Linked DNA regions of Gossypium hirsutum: regions 1 and 2 are each linked to region 3. The links are chromatin contacts, called in public Hi-C maps. All regions are on one chromosome and are shown on one strand. Each heading gives the region's core, a stretch centred on a gene start, on an enhancer-like site or on the middle of the called end of the contact. The rest is flanking DNA. Distances are from core to core; before and after follow the strand shown. Region 1 holds the start of LOC107948251 (serine/threonine-protein kinase D6PKL1). Region 2 holds the start of LOC107948466 (GDSL esterase/lipase At5g03610-like). Region 3 holds the start of LOC107948390.

The links. A called contact is a pair of places that touch in the nucleus more often than the background predicts.
Region 1: a contact with region 3 is called in a Hi-C map of leaf, with 2.9 times the contacts expected there. The contact joins the promoter of LOC107948251 here to the promoter of LOC107948390 in region 3. A contact is called at or near these places in 11 of 34 Hi-C or Micro-C datasets (anther, callus, hypocotyl and 2 more).
Region 2: a Hi-C map of hypocotyl shows a contact between it and region 3, with 2.1 times the contacts expected there. The contact joins the promoter of LOC107948466 here to the promoter of LOC107948390 in region 3. A contact is called at or near these places in 7 of 34 Hi-C or Micro-C datasets (callus, hypocotyl, leaf and 1 more).

The regions. Positions count from the first base shown.
Region 1 is chrA04:48,963,041-48,967,309 of Gossypium_hirsutum_v2.1, forward strand. It overlaps LOC107948251 (serine/threonine-protein kinase D6PKL1), which reads right to left and starts at 2,956. Exons shown (of 3, transcript XM_016882736.2): 1 at 2,767-2,956; 2 at 50-1,982. The coding sequence starts at 1,806.
Region 2 is chrA04:49,732,356-49,737,166 of Gossypium_hirsutum_v2.1, forward strand. It overlaps LOC107948466 (GDSL esterase/lipase At5g03610-like), which reads right to left and starts at 2,675. Exons shown (of 5, transcript NM_001327546.1): 1 at 2,551-2,675; 2 at 2,230-2,436; 3 at 1,121-1,392; 4 at 1-243. The coding sequence starts at 2,611.
Region 3 is chrA04:49,449,120-49,453,881 of Gossypium_hirsutum_v2.1, forward strand. It overlaps LOC107948390, which reads left to right and starts at 1,868. Exons shown (of 9, transcript XM_016882925.2): 1 at 1,868-2,257; 2 at 3,109-3,264; 3 at 3,335-3,412; 4 at 3,508-3,702; 5 at 3,777-3,854. The coding sequence starts at 1,976.

The sequences.
Region 1 (4,269 bases), core at 1,706-4,205, 480 kb before region 3:
TCAAAACTAATAGATCAAAATCCTACTTTTGATCATGTAAGCATCTTACCGTGCTGCTGGCTCATAAAAACATCTCCCAGGCTGCTTTTGCCGAAGCACATGCAAATCCCCACCAGGACAGTACTCCATAACTAAACATGATAAGTTATCTGAAACGAATTGCGTATATAGAGTAGGTAAAAAAGGATGATCAAGCATCCTTAATATTTCTCTTTCTGTTTGGGCCCTAGGCATTTTCTTCCTTCTCGCCAAAAATTCGTTGTCCATTACCTTTATAGCAAACAAGCAGTTTGTACCAATAAGCTCTGCAAGATATACCGTCCCAATATCTCCACAACCAAGCTTCTTTAAAAGATTAAAATGTCTCAACCCGAAAACACCATCCTGCATTCTTATGTGGGAGATGGCATCCCACCTCATGTCCTTTGACATGTGAGGTTTGTTGCCACAGGTAGACCCACTTAAATTGCTGTCATCGCTGATGCTTGTGCTGCTACTATCACCAAGGCTGCTTGAACTTTGTGAGATGTCTCCCTTTTCTCTTGCTTTGGGGCTATTTTTAGCCCTTGGAATGGCAGCTTGGCTTCTGTTAGAGTTATTTTCAACCAAGGTTGGCTTGTGCATATCAGAACTCACATGACTTGAGCTGACTTCAGCAATAATACCAGCAGACTGTGACTTCATGGAATCTTGATTTGTTTCATTACTTGAAGTCTTCATAGAGCACTGGCATCTCTGACAAATTAATTGACTTGTATTCAAGTCCAAGTCTTCTTTAGACGTATTAGCAGCAGAAGAGGAATCCTGCTTCGTTTTTTTCTTGACAGAACTCTTGTTCCTGACAATTGTTTTAGCCACCCGGGGCACATTCCTTGTTGTACTGCTTGCTTTATTGCCATCGGTCAAGCTGGATGAAGGAACAGCATGCAACCTGCCTTTCCGTCCCGACTTTGGCACAGGTGATCTTTTTGGTACCTTGGTTGAAGCAGGCACGGTACTCTCAGGTTCTAATGTATTATCATCAGCATAAGAACATGATGGAGAAGATGCAGAAGTATGCTTTTCTTTCCGACGCATCTCTGCCTTTGGTGCTGGAGTTCCAACTTTTCTGGATGTAGAACTATCAGTTTGAGTTGATGTAGAAGTTCCAGTGCTAATTTGCATTGTTGCACGAGGAAACTGTGGTGAAGAATTAGAACTTTGGCTCATCAACTTATTCTTAGGAGCTTGACGTGGGGCAGCCATCATCCTAGAAGAAGTCGGTTTGTCATCTTCAGGCACAAAAGATATTTCAACCATGCTCCCCTTATGTTCATTTCCTGGAACACCAGGGTCAACTACAACTGGATTGAACGAACTCTTTACCCTTCCAGCTTCAGAGGCGCCAGGGGAACTAATTGACATTGACAACCATTTCATAGCAGCCATTTCCGATGCTTTAGAAATACAAAGATCCCTTAATGCCTGTTTCAATGACAACGGCTCTGAACCACCAATTCTCGGGGAGTGGGGTATCCCCACAGCAATTGGTTTCTTCAAAGCATTTTTCTTTAAAGAAATCGAGCTAGTACCTCCTTGGTACGAAACACTTAAACCTGTAGGACCTTTGACATTGATAGCCTCAAAAAGCTGGTTAATATCATTTTCTAGAGAATTCTTGCATCCCAGTTTCTGCACAGGTGGCTTCTGATCCTTTTCACCAATGCCCAATCCTATGTGCGGTCGGTATGTCCGTCTAGAACGTTGTACCGGTTTTAGCTCTTCACCTGCTTCAACAATTTCAAAAGAACCAGAATATGAACCCATCTTAACTGTTACACTGGCACTAACTTTTCTCAGCTGTATCTTCAAAGTTTTATTATACCCTCAAAAATTATACTAATTCATGTTTCCGCATAAACCAACTTTAACGATCCAAATGCGTGCAAACTTGTGAGCATGCTTTAAGCAAATCGATTTTAAAGCTCCTATATTCCGAGAACCTAAACACAATCACCAAATGGAAACAGTTAAAACCAGAAGTATCAAAGAAAGGTCATGTCAAAAACTATTATGATATATCAATATATATAAGGGTTATAGATATCAAACCACAAATAAATCACATCAAAATGACTGCCAAAAGATTTTCAAAAATGGAAAATCTTCGATATGCTAGCACCAATCACAATTCACAAGTACCCCAGAGATATCATGATGCTTTAGCATAAAAAGACTGAACTGTGAACCTAATCAAATCAGCTAACTAATGAAAATCACTACTGCTACAATGGCGCTTTCCACGCTTTTAATGTATCATAGCCAATTCATACGCAACACTTGTTAGATTTAAACTTTAAAAAATTAGCAAAGAAAATGATAGCCAAACATAAATTTTAAACTCTACTTTTTCACATATTTTTTCATTATTTTTCTTTCTTTCAGATGTAATAGATCAGAAGTAGAAAATGAAGACAAATCCAAGCTGCAAAGTAAGCTTTGTTCCATTTCTAGCTTTAACAAAAAAGAAGACCACTACGGATCCAGCTACCATATGAAACACAAACACTCTTTTAACTGCCAACCATAGCCCAACCCCCTCCAAAGGAAAAAAGAAAAAAAAAGCAGAAAATCAAGACAAAACCCAGAAACAGGATAGTCCAACATCCTTAAATGTCATTGCATGTATTAAATCCAACCCCAAGAAAAAAAAACAAAGATTCAACCCCCCCCCTCCCCAGCAACAGACAAAAAGCCAAAACTTGAATCCATAGAAAAAGACAGTACCTTAGGAAAGGAGAGAGAAGTGAAAACAATGAGGAACAGGTTCTGGAACTAAAATGTTGACATGAGAAAGTATACAAACAGTTGTTTAGGAATTGGAAACCCTACACCAAAAATGCAAGAACCTAAAGAGAGGCTTTGAGGAGGAAGAAGCAGAAGAGAGAGAAAGAGTAAGAGCACCAAAATAGAGAAATAGAAAACATTAGTTTTATTATTTTACGTTGGGGCTCTGATTATTTTGAAGGATGGAAGTGGGCCCACCATGTATTAAAGTGGGTCTCACGTAGTCGGCAATAGGGAACGGTAGATGTACTCACTGCCTAGGCGATCATACTTCAAAAAGTCATTTAACAAGGGAAATATTTTGTAAAGTTATGCATTTAGTTTTTTATTTTAATTTGATTATTTTTAATTATATTTTTTAAAATTTTAAAATTTTAATTTTGATATAAATAAGAGCACTTTAAAATATTTAGTTAAATTAATTAATATTATTATACCATGCTTATACTTGCATATTTAGTCTATATTTTCTTGAAATTTTAGTATTGTTGCAAATGATAATCATTAATCAGTTACTAAATATGCTCATAAGCCAGGCCAGGCCGGGCCGGGCTCAACTAAAAACTTAGGTCCATTTATTAGGCTCGGGCCTAAAAATGGGCCTAAAATTTTATCCAAGTCCGACCTAGATAAAAATGCTAAAACCCAGGCTCGACCTACTCGTATTAATTTTTTATATAATTTTTAAATACATATAATATATCAAAAATACTAAAAACATCAAAATAAATATTTCCTAACAAATTGAAAATAAATTTTAAAAAATATGTAAACTTAATTGACACTAAGATAAATACAACTTAACAAGTAAATGCCTCTAAAATAATAACAAAATTAGCAAATATCTTTAAAATAATAATAAAATTAACAATAAAATAATTTTTATACAATATCAAACAATAACAACAAAACAGTAACAATATAATAATAAAATGGTAGCAAAATAGGAAGAAAACAATAAGAAAATAACATTAAAAAAAAGAGCAAATTTTTTTTGTCCTTTAGTAAATTCGAGCAGAGCCGAGCTGGGTCGGGCTAAGGCCAAAAATGTCTTACCCGAGGCTTGGCTCATTTTTTAAACGAACCTTATTTTTTTATTCAAACTCATTTTTCGGGCCTAAATTTTTGCCCAAACCTCCCACATTTCGGGCGGGCCTTTGGGCCGGCCCGAGTGGCCCTACCTATGATCAGGTCTATCAGTTATCATAATATTGCACATGTGACAATATATTTATTGTATCAAATTTTAAAAATAATATAACTTAATAATTTTAACAATTATCGTTTGATGAAAATTAAAATTTTAAATTTTAAAAATATATAAAAAATAAAAAGTGGCAATATTAAATTCATAATTTTGGCAAAATAAAAGGATTGAATAGCACAACTTAATCTATTGGTAATATTGAAATATTGAGTGTTTAAGATTGAATATTATTTTTT
Region 2 (4,811 bases), core at 1,425-3,924, 280 kb after region 3:
AGAGGAGCTGTTGGTTTCTTTGTTGAGATCGTTCACTGCTTGAGCCAAGAGCTGGTTATGGAGACCAACGAGGGCGTTTTCACTTTCGTTGCATTGCTCAAAGGAGAATTGGGCAGTGCTTCGAGGGAGGCACCCCAATGGTTGCAGTGCACTCGCCGCTATTTTCCTCACTCCCAAGTTATGGATGCGTTTCAAGTTCACCTTCATTTGGTTCACAACCCTTCCAATGAAGACTGGAAATCCCTGAATTTTCACACCAAATTTCTCTTTTCAACCCTCATTTTTCTTTCTTTTTCATAATATCTATATTAAACAACAATTCTGTCAAACGAGTGGATTTGGTAGACTAGCCATAAACAAATTAAAACGACAATGTTTTTTTTTCTTTGCATGCATAAGATCACAAGGACAAGACAATGAAATCAGTATAAGTTACATATCCAAGGTAAAAATACCATAGAGGCGCCTATATTAGGAATCAGATTATATTTTACCCCCTCTAATCAAAAAATGAGCAAAATAATCCCTATACATTAGACCAAAAAGTAAACAGATCCTTTTGTTAAAAATTTCATCCATTTCTGCTGTTAAAAATCGATCCACATGTCACTATCTAATTATTCTGCCAACCGCGTCAATCTTTTAACAATACAAATTGATAAAAATTTTAATAGAAATAACCATTTTGCTTTTTAATCTAATGTATAGAGATTAATTTGTCTATTTTTTTAGTAAACAAAGCAAAATGCAATCTGATTCCAAGATGTAGCTGACCACACATAAGATTGGGACACCACAAAAAAAACCAAATATAACCAAGTCATAATTTTGGCTAAGTGCCAACATGAAGTCAAATTTTTGTACCTAATATCATGACAGCACCTTTCACAATAATTCTTTGTCCCTTTCTTAAATTTTAATGAATTTTTTCTTCAATTGGGCCTTCTGTCCTTTTTTGCAAATGAGCTATATTATTTAAATCATTATCTGGTAGAGGAAGTGTCATTACAAGTGGGGTTCAACAAGTTCAAGCATACAATCATTGAAGGTTGGATTGGTGACACATGGCACATAGTGAGCATATATATATATATGAATATATGTGAGGTGTTATTATTACCGCAGTAGAGCCGTTGGTGGCAATGTAATTAGAGTAGTCATTGCCTGCAAGACTGACAAGCGCAACAGAAGTTTTCAAGGCCCTCTTGGGGTAGACCGAGTCATTGAGAAGCTGTTGCAAGAAATCGATCTGGGTTGTCATGTTTGGCTCAGGAGCTGGCGTGTCGAAAACACCGGTTCCTCCATAAGCAAAGTTCAACCCATACTTGAGACGACCCCCCAGTTCTTTCCTGTATCTGTAGGGCACTGGTGTCTTAATCGCCAAGTACCCAGCTGCTTGTCATAAAACAACCCAATTAATTGTTTACTAATAAAATCAATATTTATGGTACTGTGATGATTCAGAAAGTTATTGTCAGTAAACTGCATAATCCTATGGCTGGAAAGCACCATAATAGTAAAGTTGATGGGATTAAAAAACCTAATGTTACTTTTAGAGTTGATGAACTAGAAAAGAAATTGTTAACTATTATAAACTTTACTCCAAGACAGCTCCTTGTTGTCATGAGTTGTCTGTAACTTTGAGTTTAATGCTTTAATACATTGTGAGTGCTACACTAAGGTTAAAAGGTATAAAATGTAAATCATAGTTACATTCCATTGATTCAACTTAATTAAAGGGGGGAGGGGGAGGTAAGAAAGTGAAGAAAAGGGGTTGTTGAAAGAAGCAATTATTTATAATGGGATGCAAAGAGGCACTGAAAAGAATGGTTAATGTTAAAATAATAGTGAAGAAATCAAAAGTTTACAATACTTGGAATCGCGTGAAAAAGTTGGAAAATGATCTCACAAGAAGGATAGAAATAGGAAGAAAAAAAGAAGAAGAAAAAGAGTGAGGTCGGGCACTCAGACTCTGCTGATCAGTATAAAAACAAAGCAAAATTATTATGGCAGAAGATAGAAGGAGGAACCCACACCACATAACTCAGGTTCAATATAATATTATTAAATTGTAGTACAATAAATAAGAAGTAAAGCAAAGCCCATTAGTTGTACAAAAGAGAAAGAGCCAAAGCTAAAGCTAAAGGTAAAGCTAAAAATTAAAAGACTTGAAAAGATGAACACTATCATTTTTTATCCTAAAAAGGATAGAGAGAGAGAGAGGGGTACCGATGAAATCAGTCAAAACACGACCATCAGAGAAACGGCCAGCAGGTTTCCCGGGGAATGTAATTCCATAAGGAAGTTTCCAGGAACTTGCCAAAGCTTTCCTGTTGTTCCCTGTATCAGCGTAGGAATCCCCGAACACAAACAACATCTTGGGTCTGAAACCAAAGGTCCACACCCTTGACCCTTCAACAACATGTTGCTCCTCACCTACATAATTCATTCACAGAAATCAAAAAGATTAAAGATAAAAAAATAAAAAAATAAAAACTCTTCCAGTTCCAGGCCACATGTATAATGAAGCAAAGGGTTGTTTGGTGTTACCTAAGAAGAGGGAGAAGAGGAAGAAACAAAGCAAGGAGAAGAGAGGGGTGGGAGTGTCCATGACAACGAAATTAAGCAGGGAAGCAACTGTTTTTAGACAAACAAAAGAGAGGGAAGAAGAGGAACGGGTTTATTGTTTGTAGGGTAACCGGGAATCTCAACACTTTATATAGTGGGAGGAGGGTAACGCTTTTCCATTTAAGCGGTTGGTCAAATTTCAATAAAGTCGTCGTCAATTATATTTTCATATTAATTTAAAAAATAACATCTTTCAAATAACCAAAAAGAAAATTTCAAATCATATTACACAATTTTTCTTTATTTCATCCAACCAAAATAAAAAAAAAACTGTCCTCCAAATATGAGAAGTCAGCCTTTTCTTTGGATATTGGTAGAAAATTAGGATGAGTAAAATTTGATTCAATTTGTATTTTAAATTTTAAATTTGAATTGAGTTGAATTTTATAATTCGAATAATAGATTAATATAAATAATATTATGATCCATGTCAATTTTAAAAGTAAACAATTGACCTTATTGTCAACAAAAATTACAAAATAAATTCAAAATATTTATAAAAATTTTAAAATTTATATTTAAAAAAATATATAAACAACATTAAAATTTTAAAAATGTTCTAAAATAATAATTTTGGGAATTTAAATAACTTAATTAATTATTTAAGTTTATCATATTAAAATATTTTTTTCTTTGAAAAAAAATTCAAATATATATAGTTTCAATTTTACGTGCTCTAACATGTAATTAGTTATATTGTAACAAGATTTTAATTTGACATGTTTAATTTTTTAATTTAAATCGAACAATTTCACTTGATTCGATTTGACTTGAATTTCATTTCACACTAATCGATTCGAAAAAATTTCAAATCAAGTTAGGATGATAAAATAAAATTCGTCTACTCAACTAACTCGAAATTTTTTCACTCGATTATATCGAACGCTCGCCCCTATTGGCAATTAGCTTAAAATATGAATTTCCTCCCTCTACTTTCAATGATTGGGTTCCTCAATTAAAAAATAGATAAATTAATTTATGTACTTAGATTAAAATTAAAATTAGTCTTTTTACTAAAAATTCCATTCATTTCTACAATTAAATAATGACGTGACTTATAGAATAAATAGGCAACGATACATGGTGCATCATGTATACTTCATATTGATATAATATTTTTGCTTACCATGTCAACAAATATTAAAAATAAAAAATCTTAAAAATAAAAAAAGCTTTAATAATTATTTGAAAATTCATGTCCAAGATTAACCTAGATAAATAGTTGTCTAAGTTCATCCTAAATGTATTTTTTTTCAAATAATTATAAAAAAATGATATAAAAAATTATTTAAAAATTATAACAACTTGTAAAAAATTAATATAAATTATTTAAAATTACAATATATATTGAAATTGATGAATTAGTATAAATATAAATTTTTTAAAAGAAAATAATTAGAAAAGTAATGAAATTTTTAATGGAATGAAGTTGTTTATTCCTCCATTTTAACCACCACTAAGTGGACCAAAATCATGAAATATGTTACAAATCTAGATAAAAAAAATTAAGAGAATATAAGTCAAAGTAAATGGCGAGAAATATTAATATTGCTCACTCAAAATTCATCCGGCTCGGCTTGAAGACCCGTTCAAAATGTGAGAGGGTTTGGACAAAAATATAGGCTCGAAAAATAGGATTAAACAAAAAAAAGACCCATTTAAAAAATAAATCGGGCCTCGGGTAAGGCATTTTTGGCCTAGGCCCAGCTCGAATTCATTAAAGGACAAAAAAATCTACCTTTTTTGTATTTTAATATTATTTTCTTGTTGTTTTCTCCCTATTTTGCGACTATTTTGTTGTTATTATTTGGATATTATATAAAAACTTATTTTATTGGTAATTTTGTTATTATTTTAGAGGATTTTGCTTATTAAGTTAGATCTACCTTAGTGTTATTTAAGTATACATATTTTTTAAATTTTATTTTCAATTTGTTGTGAGATATTTATTTTGATGTTTTAGTATTTTTTATGTATTATATATATTTAAAAATTATGTAAAAATATAAAAAAAAAACTAATACTGGCAAGCTGGGTCGAGCTTGGGAAAAATTTTAAGCCCATTTTTCGGACTGAGTCCAAGCGTAACAAATAGGCTTAAATTTTTTGTTGAGCCCAGCTCAAACCATGAACACCTTTACTCAAAATAAAAAGTTATAGATTTTATAATTTTTTATATGTAG
Region 3 (4,762 bases), core at 618-3,117:
CTAATCAACATATATCATGCAATTCAACTATACCTAACATGAATAATAGTTAACATGTTACCAAAAGCAATAATTAGTAAGTTTAAACAATATACAAACTTACCAAGACAAAAACGATTGCATAAACAAGGCCGACAACTATTCTGTTACTTTAGCTTTTCATGATTCTAGTTCGATTGATTTGTTTCTTGATCTGAATAATAATTTTCGTTCAATTATTCAATTCAAACATCTCAAACAATTAAACTTAAGCTTATAACCCTTTTTAATATAAAATTAAAAAATTACCCCAACATTTTACTCTTTTTGCAATTTAGCCCCTAAACCCGAAACTTACGAATCAACCATATTTAAGCAAAATACAATCTAGCCGATTTCTATATAGTCCCTATTCAGATCACATTTATCAATTTTTCACAAGAATTTCATATAATTTTACCATTTTAACAATTCAATCCCTAAACATTAAAATTACTAAAAACTACTTTACAAAATTGTCCTATTTCTCAACCAAGCTTATTAATCTACCATAGAACTTCACAAATACCTCAAACTCATCAATGGCATAATCCAAAATGTTTAACATTTTTACGAATTAACCCCCGGGTTAGTTAGATTAAACTAAAAAGATTAAAAAACATAGAAATAATTAAAAACGGGCCAAAATTATATATCATGCATGAGTTTGAAGCTTGGCTGAATATCCCCTTAGCTAAAATGGTGGTTTTGGTTCTTAACAATGTAAAATGAAGAAGATGATGGCTTTCCATTACTTGGTTCTTAACATTTTTACACAGATTCTTCCAACCACCACAAAATATTAACATTTTTTTTTTAGAAATCATTTTCCAAAAGTCATTTTCAGTGAAACAACTTAAATAAATGTGAAATAAATAATTTTACAAAATTAAATTCTAAGTTGCTATGGAAAATTTTATACTTGTAACTGTAAAAGTTATTTGTCTTTTATTAATTACAAAGTTGACTATAATGTTAAAAAAAATAATATTATCTAATACAATATTTTTAAATAATTAATAAAGTTACCATATTTCAAACTTAAATGTTTAATAATATTCGTCTGTTTTTAGAAGTAAAAAGTTTCTTATCGTTTCTATCAGTAGCTTTTTGTAAAATTTTAGAATTATATATAATTATTTCTTCATGCATTCAGTTATTATAATTTTATTATAAATTATTAAATTTTAAAACTTTCATGTAACAAAAATCAATTTAAAACATTCTATGTTAATAAAAAAATTTAATTTACTATATTTGAATTAATATATTGTATTATTATATAATATTTTCGTCTTAAATATTCTCGTATAATTATGTTAATAAAAAATATGTGTTTTTCAAATTTTATATTAAATTTATTTTAGAATCGAGCTCAAATTTATGTTAAACTCGGAAGAGTTTAATATTGAATTATTTCAAATTTAGATCAATTTAATTATTACGAATTTTGATTTTATCAAACACCAACAAACATTCCAACTGAGTGTGTTTTACCACATCTAATTAATTTTGACAGCAAGGTACTGTTTTTTACAGTTTTACAGAAATAATGATTTCCAGTTTTTACCCCAAAAATCAGTAGAAGAGGTGAAATTAAATCCTGAAGGTTTTAATTTTACCTGGTCCTCCCATTCCCACGTAGAACCCCAAATGACAAAATCCCACGTGGTATTTACTCACTACATCTGCGTGTCGGATGCCAATTTCTGCTTCTTTAATTCCATTCACTCGCACGTGCTGGACCCCACACACGAGTCACTTGATCGTCTACGTGGCATAAAATTTATACGTGGCACTCTCAGATACATCCTCAAGGCGCCGCAGAGACTTGTAAGAGACCTTTTCCTTTTTGGTTAGTTTCCTTACAAAGAAGTTGAATGTGTTCTGTTTCCTCTCTTTTGATTTTCTTTTTCCCTTAGTTTTTGAATTTTTGTTTCGTTTTTCCCTCTTTGGGATGGAATTAGGGAGAGGCTTACTTTCGAGCTCGTGCGCTTCGCCAACGGCAGATGCGGCAGAGGATGCGTTGGCGGCGGATCGGATGGATATGGAAGCGGCAGAGATATTGGCCGCCTTGGCGCATTCGAAGAAGTGGGTTGCTGTTTCCGTCTCCGCTGAATTTGGCGCCAAATGGGGATGCAAAGGGAGGAGACTGAGGAAGCGAGCCAGTATCAGTACTGAGTCACCGCCTTCTGGCGTCGGTTCGAACCCGGTTCAATCCGGTTCGGATCTCGCTGAGGTTGGTGAATCAATCTAATTTTATCAATATATATACTTGAAAGGATAGTTTTATCGATATTTTCGATTTATTTATCTATTCTATTCTATTTTAAGAAAAAATTCTGATATTTTTTATTTAGTGGCTTTTCACTGTGTCTGCCCGGAATTAGTGATTTAAATTACCTTTTGAAAGTGATGCTCATAATTGAAAATGTGGAAATAATACATACCAAAAGAAGTTAATTCTTTTTGCTCAAAAACAAAATTATACATATTGATTTTTTTTTTCATGATACTTGAAATTTCATTTGATAAAAATGAATCTGTATTGTGAATGCTGGAAATGTCATTTTGAATAGTAAGAAAAAAAATTCTTTTACTGTTAATATATTTAATTAATATAACCAACCACTCAAATAACTTACTGATTTTCTTATAATCTGTTAAATTCTTGATCTTATCGATGTTAATATGTCAAATGCGATGCAAGAATTTGAAGATAATAGTGGAAAATATCTTAATGTTGAACACTTTGTAGTTTTGTCAGCTTTTATTTCACTTTTCTATTTCTGGGATTTAAAGGAATTAAATTATACGCGGGAAGAAGAAGAACATAGATAAACTAGTAAGAAACTGGTGGCCATAGAAAATTTTCTAATTTTAGAATGTTAGAACATAAGTAATAATCATTGATATGGAAAATGTGGTTAGCTAAACCTGTTGGGTCTTTATTGGAATTCTGATGTGGTTAGCTAGACAAGTTATCTTGTGTCTTAATTGGACGAAGTGATCTGTCACCAAGTGGCACTATTCTTATAAGTGAGAGTGACACTATTTTATGCAGGACTTGAGAACTATTTTTGTTTATAGCAGGATCAAGCTACAATAGGCCAGGAGCAAAGTCAAGTGATAAGCACATCTGTAGTTATTGAATCGGTAGTAGCTGAGTCGCTTAATGCGAGTCATCCTTGCGCTGAAAGATACCCATCCAATGGGGTGCTGAGGTCCAGTCAGAATTTAACCAAGGTATTAACTTGTTTGATTTACCATTTTGCTTTTCAAATGCTACTATTTTTGACTGATTGTTCTTTATCAGGCTGAAAAAGAAACATGTAGATTGCGTAGAATGTTAACCCATAAGGAGTCTGATTGGCAGATGATTCATGAAAGGCCGGTTGGTTGTGTTTGTGATATGTTGCATTTTTTATTTATATGTTTATTTTTAGATTTTATTAATCTACTTATACTGGTTCCTCACTTTAACTTTAGATATTATTCAGCACTGTGGGAATATCTGAGAAAGATATTTGGGAGGATAGTCAGCTGAATGAAATGACAGGGAACAATGCTCTCATAAACCCAGTGAAGACTGAGCAGAATGCTGAATCAGTCAGATCAAGTCCTGCAGGTGCAATAAAACACATGTCAGGTGGTGGGGGAAGGTCAAGACAGAATTTATCTGAGGTGGAACAACCTTTTATTTGATCTTCTTTCTTTAAGATTGATCTTTATATTTCATCTGAAGCTTTTTCTATCAGGCTGAAAAGGAAGCACGGAGATTACGTAGAATATTAGCAAACAGGGAGTCTGCTAGACAAACGATCCGCCGAAGGCAGGTAATTGATTTATTGCATGTTCAGTTCTGTTTGCTTTTAGATTATATGTTACCTTGTTGTCAGTCTCCATTTGTTAAGTTAACTGTATCTTTTACTTGCTTTGACTGTAATTTTTTTTTAGTCTAATGAGAATGTCTCTGAAATTTATTTTCAGAAAGCCTTATCCATTTCCGTTTCCCTTTTTTCCTTCATCTAATTTAAAACCACGACTCTTATGGCACAATTATACTGCCTTCCCCTTGTCACATTTCTTGAAATGACGTACTGTGAATGATTGCTCAGCTCGTCAAAGGGAGATTGAAACCTTAGGACTTGTTAGAGAGACAGATCTTTTTAGGGTTTTCTTTTCTGATAAAAAATTTGCTTAGTGTTTTATTGTTTTGTATGTCCTTTTAAATAAGGATCAGTCTTATTACATAGAGAGAAACCTATTCTTAAAAGGAAGTTACGTGATGGATAAGTAGTTTGTCCTAAAATGAGTATGCAAAAGTTTGTTTTAGTTTGAAAATTATATATAAGCATAAGTATCTGTATTTTCTTTTGTGGTTTAATTGTGAATTTAAGTAACTTACTGGCTGAGCTGGTGCCTGGTAAACTATGACACCATCTCAATTAGTAATTTTGCTGGCATCCTTACCGCTGTTTTCAAATTCAACAATACTTTTTGGGGGCTGTGCTTGCTACAACTCAGTAAATTGTTATTGGGATCTGTTGGGATTGTATTCTTAGAAAAACTAAAAGTCCTTAAGGTTGATCCTTATACCCATATGAGATGACCTTCTCCAAACATCCTACATTAGTGAATACCCGAATAGTACAATTGATAGAAAGTAGTTCCTGGTTTTTTTTAGTCACGTTAATTATTTAATGATGGATGCTTAAAAATGCATTAATTATTTTTGTTGGAC